Linked DNA regions of Xenopus tropicalis: region 1 is linked to region 2. Evidence: chromatin contacts called from public Hi-C data. All regions are on one chromosome and are shown on one strand. Each heading gives the region's core, a stretch centred on a gene start, on an enhancer-like site or on the middle of the called end of the contact. The rest is flanking DNA. Distances are from core to core; before and after follow the strand shown. Region 1 holds the start of wwc1 (WW and C2 domain containing 1). Region 2 overlaps wwc1 (WW and C2 domain containing 1).

The links. Hi-C and Micro-C count contacts between places; a contact is called where the count stands out from the background.
Region 1: a contact with region 2 is called in a Hi-C map of gastrula embryo, with 1.6 times the contacts expected there. The contact joins the promoter of wwc1 here to the enhancer-like site in region 2. A contact is called at or near these places in 2 of 5 Hi-C or Micro-C datasets (gastrula embryo and liver).

Annotation. Positions count from the first base shown.
Region 1 is chr3:33,685,261-33,691,417 of UCB_Xtro_10.0, reverse strand. wwc1 (WW and C2 domain containing 1) reads left to right here and starts at 4,286. Exons shown (of 23, transcript NM_001102742.1): 1 at 4,286-4,585. The coding sequence starts at 4,467.
Region 2 is chr3:33,636,980-33,643,437 of UCB_Xtro_10.0, reverse strand. It overlaps wwc1 (WW and C2 domain containing 1), which reads left to right. Exons shown (of 23, transcript NM_001102742.1): 3 at 1,325-1,528; 4 at 2,585-2,661; 5 at 3,622-3,701. Among named protein-coding and RNA genes, the nearest start is that of wwc1, 47 kb to the left of the region's middle. Within about 2 kb of position 4,772, at least 2 of the 11 cell types and tissues checked have an H3K27ac peak or open chromatin away from gene starts, as enhancers often do. A contact at or near this core is called in gastrula embryo, where this site is marked.

The DNA of each region.
Region 1 (6,157 bases), core at 3,037-5,536, 48 kb before region 2:
CAAGTGTTGAAACTTATTTCTAGGTGAAGCTTTGCAGTATTTAAGTCACTTCTGTAAATGGTATACAATTTTACTATAAAGACACAAAAGTAATTTTGCCCTCCAGCACTTTTCCAAAATAGGAAAAATTTATTTTGTATATAGAGAATATAGGGAAATTCCAGAAAAGGAAAGTCAGTAATTGGATATACAAAAACAGGACCAGCACACAGAAGTACTTGCCTGGCGATGTTGTCGAAACACCTGACAAAGGGATATGCCCCCAAAATGTTTTGTTTCCACTCTTTACTAATAAATCACAGGGAAACATTCACAGGCAAGTGTTTTTGTGAGCCGGACCTGTTTTCATATAGACATTGAGGAGGGTGTCGATTTCTCCCAGTACTGTAGCACCGGGTAGCCAAGACAGGGTGTGTCTGCAAACTTTGTATAGTAAAGTCAGTAGGTGGACCCCTGAGTATGCAGAGCTCTAGAAAAGCTTGCTTGGTTATATAATATTGTAATATTGCAAGGTGCCTGTTTACTAGACAGGATTGCCATATAATACCTGCCTTCACAATAAAATAATCAGCTTAGGTTTGAACACCAAGTAAACACCTTATGAATACAGCATTGCCAAACACAGGCAGATCTGCATTCAAAGTGAGGCCCAGTTCTCTAGGAAAACAAAAAGTTGTGCCTCAGGGTGGAACCTGCAAGGCAAGGTGCAAAGTGCAAATAAAGGAGGGTGATTTGGGCCTGTTCTTGCACTTTGCTGCAACCTCCTGAATGAAGAACCCTGTCTCCAAGAATATTCGACAGCATAAATTCTACAGCACATGTTGCTAACCACCCCCTTTGATGTTGCTCCCAGCAGGGGAGCTGCTACTATCAGCGGCGGATTTCAACCCAAAGCTACCCCCATTCTGCGCCCCCAGTGAATTCTGCTTTAAGTTAAGTGTTAGTCCCACTATATTGAGGCTGCTGTGAATATGGCAGGTATGCTTGACTGCCACACACATTGATTACACAGACAAACGGCATACTCTTGCTATAATGGTAAAAAAAGGTGTGAGTGTTCCTGTTGTTGCTTTCTAATATTAAATATAAGTCAGCCTGCAGATAAGTGGATACGTGCCTGCACCCAGAAGCATTGATTCCGGGTGGGTGCAGGCACACATAGGCGATGTCTGCCAACTAACACGAGACTTGGCGTTTGTTGGAGAATATCAACTGTGTGGGCCTGCGGCTGGGTAGATTCAATGCTTCTGGGTACAAGCACGGGAAGATTTTCTAAGCGTACAGGCATAGTGTCAGTCTGTGCTTATCTGCACGCTGACAATATCCCTTGTGTGACCTTGCCCCAAGGCTAGGGCCCCAATTACCAGTTTACTTTGTGAGCTGCCCAGTGATGTAATCTGCCACATTTATGGTGCTATGCTGGAGGAGCTTATCCCCATGGGTGGTTTTAATGAACTATGGAAAAATAAACCTAGTCAGTTACATGGCTTTAAATACTTTATCTAGTTTGGGGACATCAATTTACTCTCAAACACTGTTTGTAATGTTCCCTTAAAAAGAGTATAAAAGAGTCCCTATATCTTGCTGGATCCAGAGAACAACACCATGCTAGGGGTAGGGGGATCTGTTATCCAGAATGCTCGGGAACTGGGGACTTCCGTATAAGGGGTCTTTCTGTAGTTTAGATCTCCATGCTTTAAGTTTACTAAAAAAAATAATTTAAACATTAAATAAACCCAATAGGATTGCTTTGTTCCAATAAATATTAATTATATCTTAGTTGGGATCAAGTACAAGGTACTGTTTGAATATTATAGAGAAAAATTAGGATCATTTGTTTAAAATGGAGTCCATGGGTGATGGCCTTTCCGTAATTCTGAACTTTCTGGATAACGGATCCTGTACCTGTAGTACATAAATAGATGTGTTGGTGAAATAATCTAAATTATTAGAATTTAAAATGCAGCCAAAAAATTTGTGAAATCAGTAAAGCAGTCCTATCTCATGACAGTTTCCCAGATTCACTTTTATGGTAGCTTATCTCCTAACAGCAGGTATGTTTATTCAGGTGCTAACAGGTCCCACCTGCCCCATTATCCTCATTAAAAACAAAAGGATCTCTTTGATAGCACTCAGTTTTTACAGGGATCACTACATTACATTTAAATGCATTTAAAAAAGGAGGATAATATTGAGGGCAGGTGGTAGAACAGCCAGGACCTGGCTAAAGGTGGCCATACTTGGCGAGCGGATCTTCTGCCGATATCCCCACCTACGGGTGGCCGCTATCAGGTGAATTTAGGCTAATTATAACGTCTGTAATGAGCACATCGGCTCGTTTATGCGGTCCCCGATCCAAGTAAATTTTTTAACCAGCCCGATCAATATCTGGCCGATTTCATCGTTGCTGCCCCTACAGGGGCCGATAAGCTGCCGAATTGGTCTAAGGGACCAATATCGGCAGCTACAATGGACCCACGTATGGCCACCTTAAGTTAAAATGTATATGAAGCAGAGAATTACATATAGCTGAAAGCGCAAGACTGACTTCTGTATGTAAAGCTAATATGATATGTAGCAGGACTGAGGCTATAGACTCGTACGGTAGATATGGACAGAGGATAAAGAATGACTTATGAAAGAGAGTGAACGTAGGAGCCTTGGCCATGATGTCGCAAGGGGGAGCTCTGTGGTATGAGAGAGCTGATCTCTGAGGGAGCACACAGCCCAGCACTAAATGGTGGATTAAGGGAAAGGATGTAAAAGGGCAATATTTACTGATATATATTCCAGTTTGGTAAAATTCTTTAATAAGAATTAAAGAATAATAATGCACTTTTGCACAGTAAGTGGGAAGTGAGAGGGGTGGTTGGGGAGGTTCATTTTACTCTAGGGGTTCATCCAAGTCTCACAGCTGTAGGTCAGTCTATGTATCTCCCCAAACAAAAAAGTCACCTTCAGCCTATGATTTTAGGTAATAATTCAAATAAACAGAAGGTAAATAGTTTATTTTTGTTTCATTTTAAACCAGTTATCTTAAGGGATATTGCTATAGGAGTACCTTGTGGCCATAAAATAAATAAAACACAAAACAAAAATGATGTAATACATATTTTTTATTAAAAAAAAACCACACACACAGAAATATGGAGCATGCTGCAAAATCACAGCTAAGCATAGCAATAATTATCTCAAAGAATGACATAACGTGGATGGTATAGTGTATGGCCAAAAGGATCATTTTCCTGAAAGCAAATAATTCTGCCGGTGTATGGCCAGGTTAAATCTGAAGCCCATAAGAATGATGGAGGAAGGCTGAGGCGTGACGCCACCCGGGGGCGGGGCCAGGGCATTTGCTTGAGGAGGGATGAAGGATGACATCACAGGTAGGAGGATGAATGGGGGAGCTGGGACCTGTCAGGAAAAAGTAGGAGAAGTTCGCATGATTGACATCGCAGGTAAGAAGGAGGAGGGATGAAGATGAATGGGCAGGCGGGACCTGCCAGCACGAAGTAAGAGGACTAACAGTCCTGGACTGTTACCAGCAGTGGGGCAGATTGTGAAAAGGCTTTCTTAGCAATAAGGGGCTTTTAAAGAGGCTGCACTTTGGGTTTCCAGTAAGCGTGTGAGCGCTGCATCCCGCAATCTTCAGCTCTCAGGGAAAAGGTGGGCTGGGCACCGCCGCGTCACGTGTCCCACTCCTGCTGCTCTCTCCGGAGTGCACGTCTATTACCTGGAATACAGTAATCACCTGGATGACGTTATTACTGTAGTTTCAGAAGCATCAGAGACCGAAAGCCAAGAAGCTGCCGGGGCAGCGACAAGCGAGAACAAGGGACGGGACGCTGTCTGTGGCCCCTTTGAGGAGCAGCCCGAATTGGAACACAGTTCATGGTTTGGAATCAGCCCGACTACCTGCTCGGAACTATTGCAGCACGTAGTGAGCCCCTGGATGAGCCGGACCCTGGCAAGGGATGAATTTCTGGCAGCTCATGCAGGAACCCGGAGCGTTTCGGCAAACATCGTCAGATGGTGGTGTGTGAAATCCTGAGCTGGTGGGGGATCAGTACATCGAGGGGAATCCGCCGGTGCAGTGCAGCTCTGGCTTGGCTGCAGGCTGCTATCACTAAGCCGGGAGTGGGGGGATCACCCCCTGGGTAGGAGAAACATAAGTGGCCCCAATGATCAACACTCAGGATTTTCCCTGGGGTACCCACCCCATTTATCCCTACTGATTGGAAAACTTAGGGATTCCACTGGAAATATTCATTTTGTGCCAGTACTTGGGATGCCCCTGGATTGCTTTGGCACAGGTGTTCTTCTTTTATACCCCTGTTTAGCAACTGGACTTTAGCATTCCTGCTTATTGCCCCTTAGGTAAAAAGCACCAATTCTGTTTTTATACTCCCTGACGGATTTAGAACCCCCTTTGGGCAAATTTATGGGGGACAGTGCCCTTTCTGGAGATGATAAGGAAGGAGCTCCCTCTGCCAGAAGGCTGGGAAGAAGCACGAGATGTGGATGGCAAAGTGTACTACATTGACCACACCAGCAAGACTACCAGCTGGATAGATCCTAGAGACAGGTATGGCCAAAATCCGACAATGTTTGCTAATGATGGGGTCACATAGAAGTTGCTAAATAGCACCACAAATTATGTTTATTGCAACTTAGCTACTACATCCAATCAGATGAGGCCACAAGGTCATGGCCTAGGCCTTTGTTCTACTATTCGTCCTAAGCATATGCATATTAAAGGGGATTTTAAAGCTACAATGCCGCCAAATGAAATTAAAAAAGTAATGCAAGCCAACTTTCCACTAAAGAGTCACAAAATATTTTTAGTGGTTTTCAGTTATTTGCAAATGCATTTGCTATTGAAAGCAGTTCTGTACTATTCTGCACTGCTGGTTCTGTCTCTTGAAAGAATGTAGCAGAAGCCAGCCTTGCAGGCTTCCTCATAGGCTCTGTTAGTCAGATAGCTTCTGCTACATTGTTTCAAGAGACAGAACCAGCAGTGCAGAATAGAACAGAATTGCTAAGGAGGAGAATAGAAAGGCACAGGCTGATAGTGATTTTAATAACAATTGAAATCCACTGAACATTTGCAATGACTGTATATTGGAAAGCTGCTTTGAACTACAACTTGTTTCATAAGTCAAAATATTATTGACATCCTCTTAAAGTACAGACTTGCAGCAGTACCAGCACAAACTCGTTGCACACACAATTAAATTGTATGTAGCTTAATCCCCCCTGAGAAAACCTACTAATGACTAGACTTTTAGCCCCTAATTCATTAAGCCTATGCATAGGCATAGTATAGTGATGGGCACCACAGTTATATAACCTTGGTTTCTCACCCAAATTGTGGCATCAGTCATTATTATGTTGTGCGCACATGTCGGCGCTATCTTAATAAAGGAAAATAATAATTCTTTATAAACAACGATTGGGTTGACAAGTTGTAGCTATTGTTCAACTACAACTTCCTACTATAAGTAAATACTATCCCATAACAGATGTAGTGAAGCATATTGGATGTTCCAGATATACTATGTATAATCTTAGGTCCCTGTTGCCTACACACACACTATTGTCCATTTTATTAGGAGCCAGGTAACTTCCCTGTATGTTTTTGGAGTGAGGAAGGAAACCCATGCATGCACGGGGAGAACATACAAAGATTTTACTGAGTGCCAGTGACCTGGCTGGTATCAAACCTATGATCTCAACATTGTAACTATAAACTAACCCCCACATGTGCTATAAAGACGCAAAAAGTTCCTCTAGGTGTAGTAACCGTACAGCAACCAATAAGATGTTCACAGGTGACCAGTAAATGCTTCCTCCTGATTGGTTGCTATAGGTGACTAGACCCATAGAAAACTTTGCACCTTTTGTTACATAACACTGTATGGGGCAGATTTACTAATGCACGAACGGACCGAAAGCGTCCGAATGCGTTTTTTTCGTAATGATCGGTATTTTGCAATTTTTTTGTCGCTGTCGCGACTTTTTCGTAAATTGTCGCGACTTTTTCGTAGCCGTTACAACTTGCGTGAATTGTCGCCGTCGCAAAAAAAATCGTATTTTCGCGCCGAGTACGAAAGTTTCGGATTCATTCAAGCTTCAGTATCGTGACTTTCCTTGGGCC
Region 2 (6,458 bases), core at 3,523-6,022:
GTGCAACTAAACTGGTTAAGGGGATGGAAGATTTAAACTATGAGGTGAGACTGTCGAGGTTGAGGTTGTTTTCTCTGGAAAAGAGGCGCTTGTGAGGGGACATGATTACTCTGTACAAGTACATTAGAGGGGATTATAGGCAGTTGGGGGATGTACTTTTTTCCCATAAAAACAATCAACGCACCAGAGGTCACCCCTTTAGATTAGAGGAACAGAGCTTCCATTTGAAGCAGCGTAGGTGGTTTTTCACGGTGAGGGCAGTGAGGTTGTGGAATTCCCTTCCTAGAGATGTGGTAATGGCAGATTCTGTTAATGCCTTTAAGAGGGGCCTGGATGAGTTCTTGATCTATCAGAATATCCAAGGCTATTGTGATACTAATATCTACAGTTAGTACTAGTGGTTGTATTTATAGTTTATGTATGCGAGTGTATAGATTGGTAAGTGTGGGTTGTGGGTGCTGGGTTTACTTGGATGGGTTGAACTTGATGGACACTGGTCTTTTTTCAACCCTATGTAACTATGTAACTATTACATTAACATTTATTTATAAAGCGCCAACATATTCCGCAGCGCTGTACAATAAGTATGTAACATTATAAGTAAATACTTCTAATTTTTAAAAATGATTTCCTTTTTCTCTGTAATAACAAAACAGTACCTTGTACTTGATCAAAACTAAGGTGTAATTAATCCTTATTGGAGGCAAAACAATCCTATTGGGTTTATTCAATATTTAAATTATTTTTTAATAAACTTAAGTTATGGAGATGCAAATAACAGAAAGATCCTTTATCTGGAAACCCCAGGTCCTGAGCTTTCTGGATAGCAGGTCCCATACCTGTACAATGGTTCTTCTTATTTATTTATATTGTACTGACATATTCAGCAGTGCTTTAAAGAAATACATCTTTCATATCAGTCTATGGGGCAGGGCCCAGTGGAGCTTACAGTCTAAGATCTCTGCAAGTTGAGTTTTGCATTTTCTTCATATCTGTATGAGTTTCTTTCAGATACTGTCCTTCCTTGCAGGGCTTCCTAGTTGGTTTCTGAATTTGAACATAATGTGTGAATGTGCAATTAGATCGGAAGCTCCGTTGTGGCAAGGATTCAAGAGAATGATAAACAATCTTTGCAAAGCATTGAGTAATATGACAAGTCTATATGAATAAAGGTTTATAAGTAGAATAATGTTTAACCATAAATGTGGACTTCAAGCCAACAAGTCTGAAAAACACTTCTGTAAAATCAGTCAACTGTTCCCAAGAAGCAATAACCACTGACCCATGTGTGTTCTTGTCCAATTAAACCTTAAATGTTTTCTAGAAACCACACAGATAGAGGACCCAAGGGTGCAATGGAGGAGAGAGCAAGAGCGCATGCTGAAGGATTATCTGGTGCTGGCCCAAGAGGCTTTACTCGCACAGAAAGAAATTTACCAAGTCAAACAGCAGAGGCTCGAATTAGCACAGAAAGAATACAGGACCCTGAATGATGTCTGGAAGCATAAAGTGGGATCTCAGACAAGCTGTGAGTACTGGAGCCTGACGCACATTTCACTGCAGAGAAGCATTGTCATTCTAGGCATTGAAAAAAGCACAAAGCACCACAAGGTCATGTATAGCCAACCTTTAGCCCTACTTCACATACTGTGTATTTATGTGTGCAAGTGCTCACTTTGCGACAGGTGTTTGTGGCATTTGGTAACATAGGAAACAAGGTGTTTGGAATTCAGAATAAAGTAGGCTGATTATCAGATACCGTGAATACTAAAAAAATAAATCTCGGTACTAAGAAAGCAAATAACTAGAAATCTATGTAAACAGATAAAAATAATAGTTACATAGTTACTGTTATGCGTAGCTGTTTGCATGTTAAAAAATGTGTAAAATTATTCAAGAGATTAATTTTCAACAGTAATATTTACTTGTCATACAGTTTATTACATATGTGTTTAAAGGAATACTGTCATGGGAAAACATGTTTTTATTTTAAACCCATCAGTTAATAAAGCTTCTCCAGCAGAATCCTGCATTGAAATCCTTTTTCAAAAACACAAACAGATTTTTTATATTTAATTTTGAAATTTCACATGGGGCTAGCCATATTCTACATTTCCCAGGGTGCTGCAGCCATCTGGCCTGTGCTCTGATAAACTTCACACTTTACTGCTGAGCTGCAAGTTGGAGTGATATCCTCCCCCTCCCAGCAGCCGATCAGCAGAACAATGGGAAGAGAGCAAGATAGCAGCTCCCAGTAGGTATCAGAATAGCACTCAATAGTAAGGAATCAAGTCCAAGTCCTCCAGTTACATGGGAGTAGGAGAAACAATAGGTTACCTGAAAACAGTTCTAATGTGTAGCGCTGGCTCCTTCAGAAAGCTCAGGCACAATGCACTGATATGGCGCCTACACACTAATGTTACAGCTAAAAAATTACCTTTGTTGGTTCAAGAATAACATTTTAATTGGTAAAGTGAATTATTTGCTATGTAAACAGTGTAATTTAGAAATAAAAAGTTCAACACAAAAATCACGATATCAGCTATTGTTTTCATGAATGAAAGTAACATTTTATTTGTTTTAGTGGTATCTGGCTCCTCCTCAAGTTCCAAATATGATCCTGATATTCTAAAAGCTGAAATTGCAACAACAAAATCCAGGGTATGTTAAATATTCTATCTTCTGTTTTAATGGATTTTGATTGACATGTTTTTATTTTTGGGGGGTTTTGCTACTTGTTTACCCTAAAGGGGATTAGGTGGGGGGTTCCAGCTGCACAGCCTGTACATGGGCCCTGGCCCTTATACTGTAGTTACATTATTGAAGGGAATCTGTTATGGCCTGCTTATATGTAATTTTGAATACATCAGTTTTTGCAAATAATGAATTGTACTTTATTTAATCCATTTGTAGGAAGTACGGCCATATTTTAAAATCCATGTCATGGGGGTTGGGGGCAACCAATTATATTCCTTGCAAGGAATAAACATGTTCAGTTTAGGTTCTTGTTATCTCAAAAAATAAAAAAACCCAAAGATTTTTTGCAGTTAAAACCATGTGTGCACTGGTGGGACCTAATATGGAGTGGCTTCAGTTACCCTGTTTGTCCTGATTCATGATTAAAACAATAGGCAGATAGAATATTCAGCACAAAGATTTATACATTGAACTTGAAAAAAGGGATATACAGCCCGTTTAACATTCCTGCAAAAACAGTTGCATCAAGTAAAAAAAAAATATGAAAATGATTAAGATAAGACTCATCAGCAGCACAATGGCCAGGTAGCAAGATAACAGCTCCCTGACATCTGCATTGCTAAAAATGCTTCAGCGCGCCATCAAGTGGTAGATATTAGAATAGCACTCAATAGTAAAATCTAAGTCCAGTTTAGCCAAGTCATGACAATGAGTAGGATAAACAATAGGTTACCTAAAAGCAGTTCTATTGTTTAGTGCTGGCTCTTTCTAAAAGCTCAGAATCAGGCACAAAGCACTGAGATGTCTGCCTACCAATAACAATTGAAAAAAATACATAAGAATAAAACTTTAAATATATATAAATATATATAAGTATAGTTGGTGCCTATGGAACCACTGCCTAATAGGTACTTTGTCTTACAGGTGAACAAACTAAAAAGAGAAATGGTCTTTCTGCGACAAGAACTCCAGTATAAAGAAAATGGCTACCAAACTCTCAAAGAGTAGGAATTATTTTTTATCTTACCTGTGTTTTATGGAAGATAACCCATCTTAACTTGCCTTATATTTCATAAAGTATTTCTATAGTGCGTATATCTTGCCCAAGATCTCGGTCACTGGGAGTAACTGATGGAAGTTGTTGTAAGAGAGTAGGGTTATTTATGAAACCTCTGGCACAATTCCAGCACTTGTGCCAATGGTTACATCAATGACCCTACACTTCTTACAACATCTTCCATCAATTACCTAAAGGATACAAAAACAGGCTCTTTAGGAAGCCATTCACTTGGCATATGCACCATTTAGTTATGCAACACTAATCTCACTCTGCACCTTTGATGGCATATCCCAAACAAGCACAGAGAGTGGTGCAAGGGAGACTTTGCCAAACATTGGGCAAGTACAGGGCTGTGAAAAGCCTTGTTCCTGCTGGGGCTACTGTCAAATACATGGCACATGTAGGGGGATCAGACAAGGGCATTGATTGTCTTTTCAAAATGCCACTTGGACTAAGCGACAAAGGTGCACACCCCCCTGATTAGTGATATATTCAGACATTTAGGTCAGATTTAAAAATTATTTAAAAATAGTGATATTCTGAAAATATGAAGAAAAACATCCTCAACAAATTAAATTAGTGTTTTTTTCAGTAGCCTACAGAAGACGTTTTCCCAAACAAATCCTGCATGGAAATCTTTTTCACTGTTTTCCCTTGCCGGATTTTCTTTGACATCACACTTTCAAAACAAAAGAAAATAAATCTGCGAGTGAGATATTTCAGCAAGTAGCTAGGATGTGACATTTTAGAGGAGATCAAGCTGAAAGAAAGGATTAGCAGGGCTTGTTTTGATCTTAAGGCAGCTGACATTTCTGTGCTTAACAAGGTCTTGTAGCACTAGCAACCCTTTCATTTCTCACTATTAGAATTTCTGGTGCGGCTCCCATATAAATACTATTTTTTTTTTTTTTATTAGCAAGTTGCCATCTAACATTACAGAAGTATGTCCCAGATGGGTATAGGAAGAATGTACTTGACTGTTCATAATCGCCTGCTAAACCTGTTCCACAGCTCTGCTGAGCTCTCTTAGCATTTACGCCTTTCGTTTGGCTGCAGGAATGTGTGTTGAAACAGTGGAATAACAATTCTGGCAATTTAAATCTTAGGCTAACCTGATTATATAACAAAGGTGGCCAGTGTGGGGATTATCAAACTGGCAATTAGAATGAGAGTACAAGTCACCACTTACTCTACTCACCATATCATAGAGCTGTTTTATCTTAAGATCTTAAAGATGGATAAATCCAAGCTGTTTTTTCTGTAGCATTATATAGGGTTTCAGTACATTTTCCATTACTTGGTAGAACTAAAACTACACTATGATTTAGGTGATTTTTTTTTTCCTGCTTTACTTTTTTGCCATTTAACTTGTAATGTTGAATAGACACCCACTCGGCCTCCTCTCTTAGGAACTGATTTTGACTGTTGACTACTGAGCATGCTCAGTTCTTCTTAGCTCAGGTTACTAAACACACTTCCAGTCTAGCAGCCAATAAAGAGATGGCATCACTTTACACTCTGCTGGAGAAACATGTTTATGTATCACAGGGAAAATGGCCGCCAGGTGAAAGCTGCTATTTGTTTTAGAAATATGTGATGGTGCTGGTGACCAGTGGGAATAAATGCAGTGCAAATAATGCAGATTGGGTGGGGGAGATGTGCCCAACCTTTATATATGGTAGGAAAATGTAGTGTTTACGTATCCTTTAAAATGGTATATTCTACTCATTTATGTGTCAGGTAGTAGATATAGCATTCATGGAACACCATGAATGCACCGAATCCTGGATTTAGTTCGGTATTCGGTCAGATCCAGGCTTAAGGTAGTGGTGGTGCAATTTTTCAATAATTCCTTATCCAGAAAACCTCAGGTCCTAAGCATGCTGGATAATATATCCTATGCCTCTAATACAATGATAAGGAGCTTCAGCTGGGGTTTGTGACCAGTGCTGGGCCTAGCTGGCCAGGCGCCCTAGGTGACCCACCTCTCTCCCTCCCCTCACTGTCGTGCACGCATATGACAGTGAGAGAAGGGGGAGCGCAATGCACCAGGACAAGTGCTATGAGCAAGGACAGTAATGGGCCAGCAGTGAGACAAGGGCATGGAGTAGGGGAGTAAAAGAGATACATGCCTAGCCTTCCCCCCAGCATTGTTCCCTAGGATGTGCCTCTTCTGCTTACCCCTAGTTCTGGCCTTGTTTGTGACTTCTAATATACCTGCAGTTTGATACCTTGAATAAGTGTTGGTTGGGCTTACGTTATTCTCTGTAAAAGCTGAGGCCAAGGTGACATGTTATATGGTTTTAAATAATTACAGCCCTGATATGACAACTCTGTTTCCAAGGACATGACGACTGTGGCCACACCTGGACTATCTGCATATCCTCTCTCTTCCCATCTTATATATAGCACAAGGGCAATGATGCATCATTAGAAGAATTCTTCACAGGCTAACTTAGTAACATCTGTTATTGATAGTTCTTTGCAGAAGCCAGTACAACAAACGCATGAGCCAATGATATGGGGATACCAGGCTTACCAGTTTTCTAAAAGAATCTTACTGGCTGGTGGGGAAGTGGGTACGAAAGGGGGCAGGGTAATGACTTAAAAGGGCATGGCGGGGACACATAGACAGTAGGAGAGCTGGCTAGATTGGGGAAAGAAATAAGTAGGATTAGGGCAGATCAAGGGCAGACCAGGG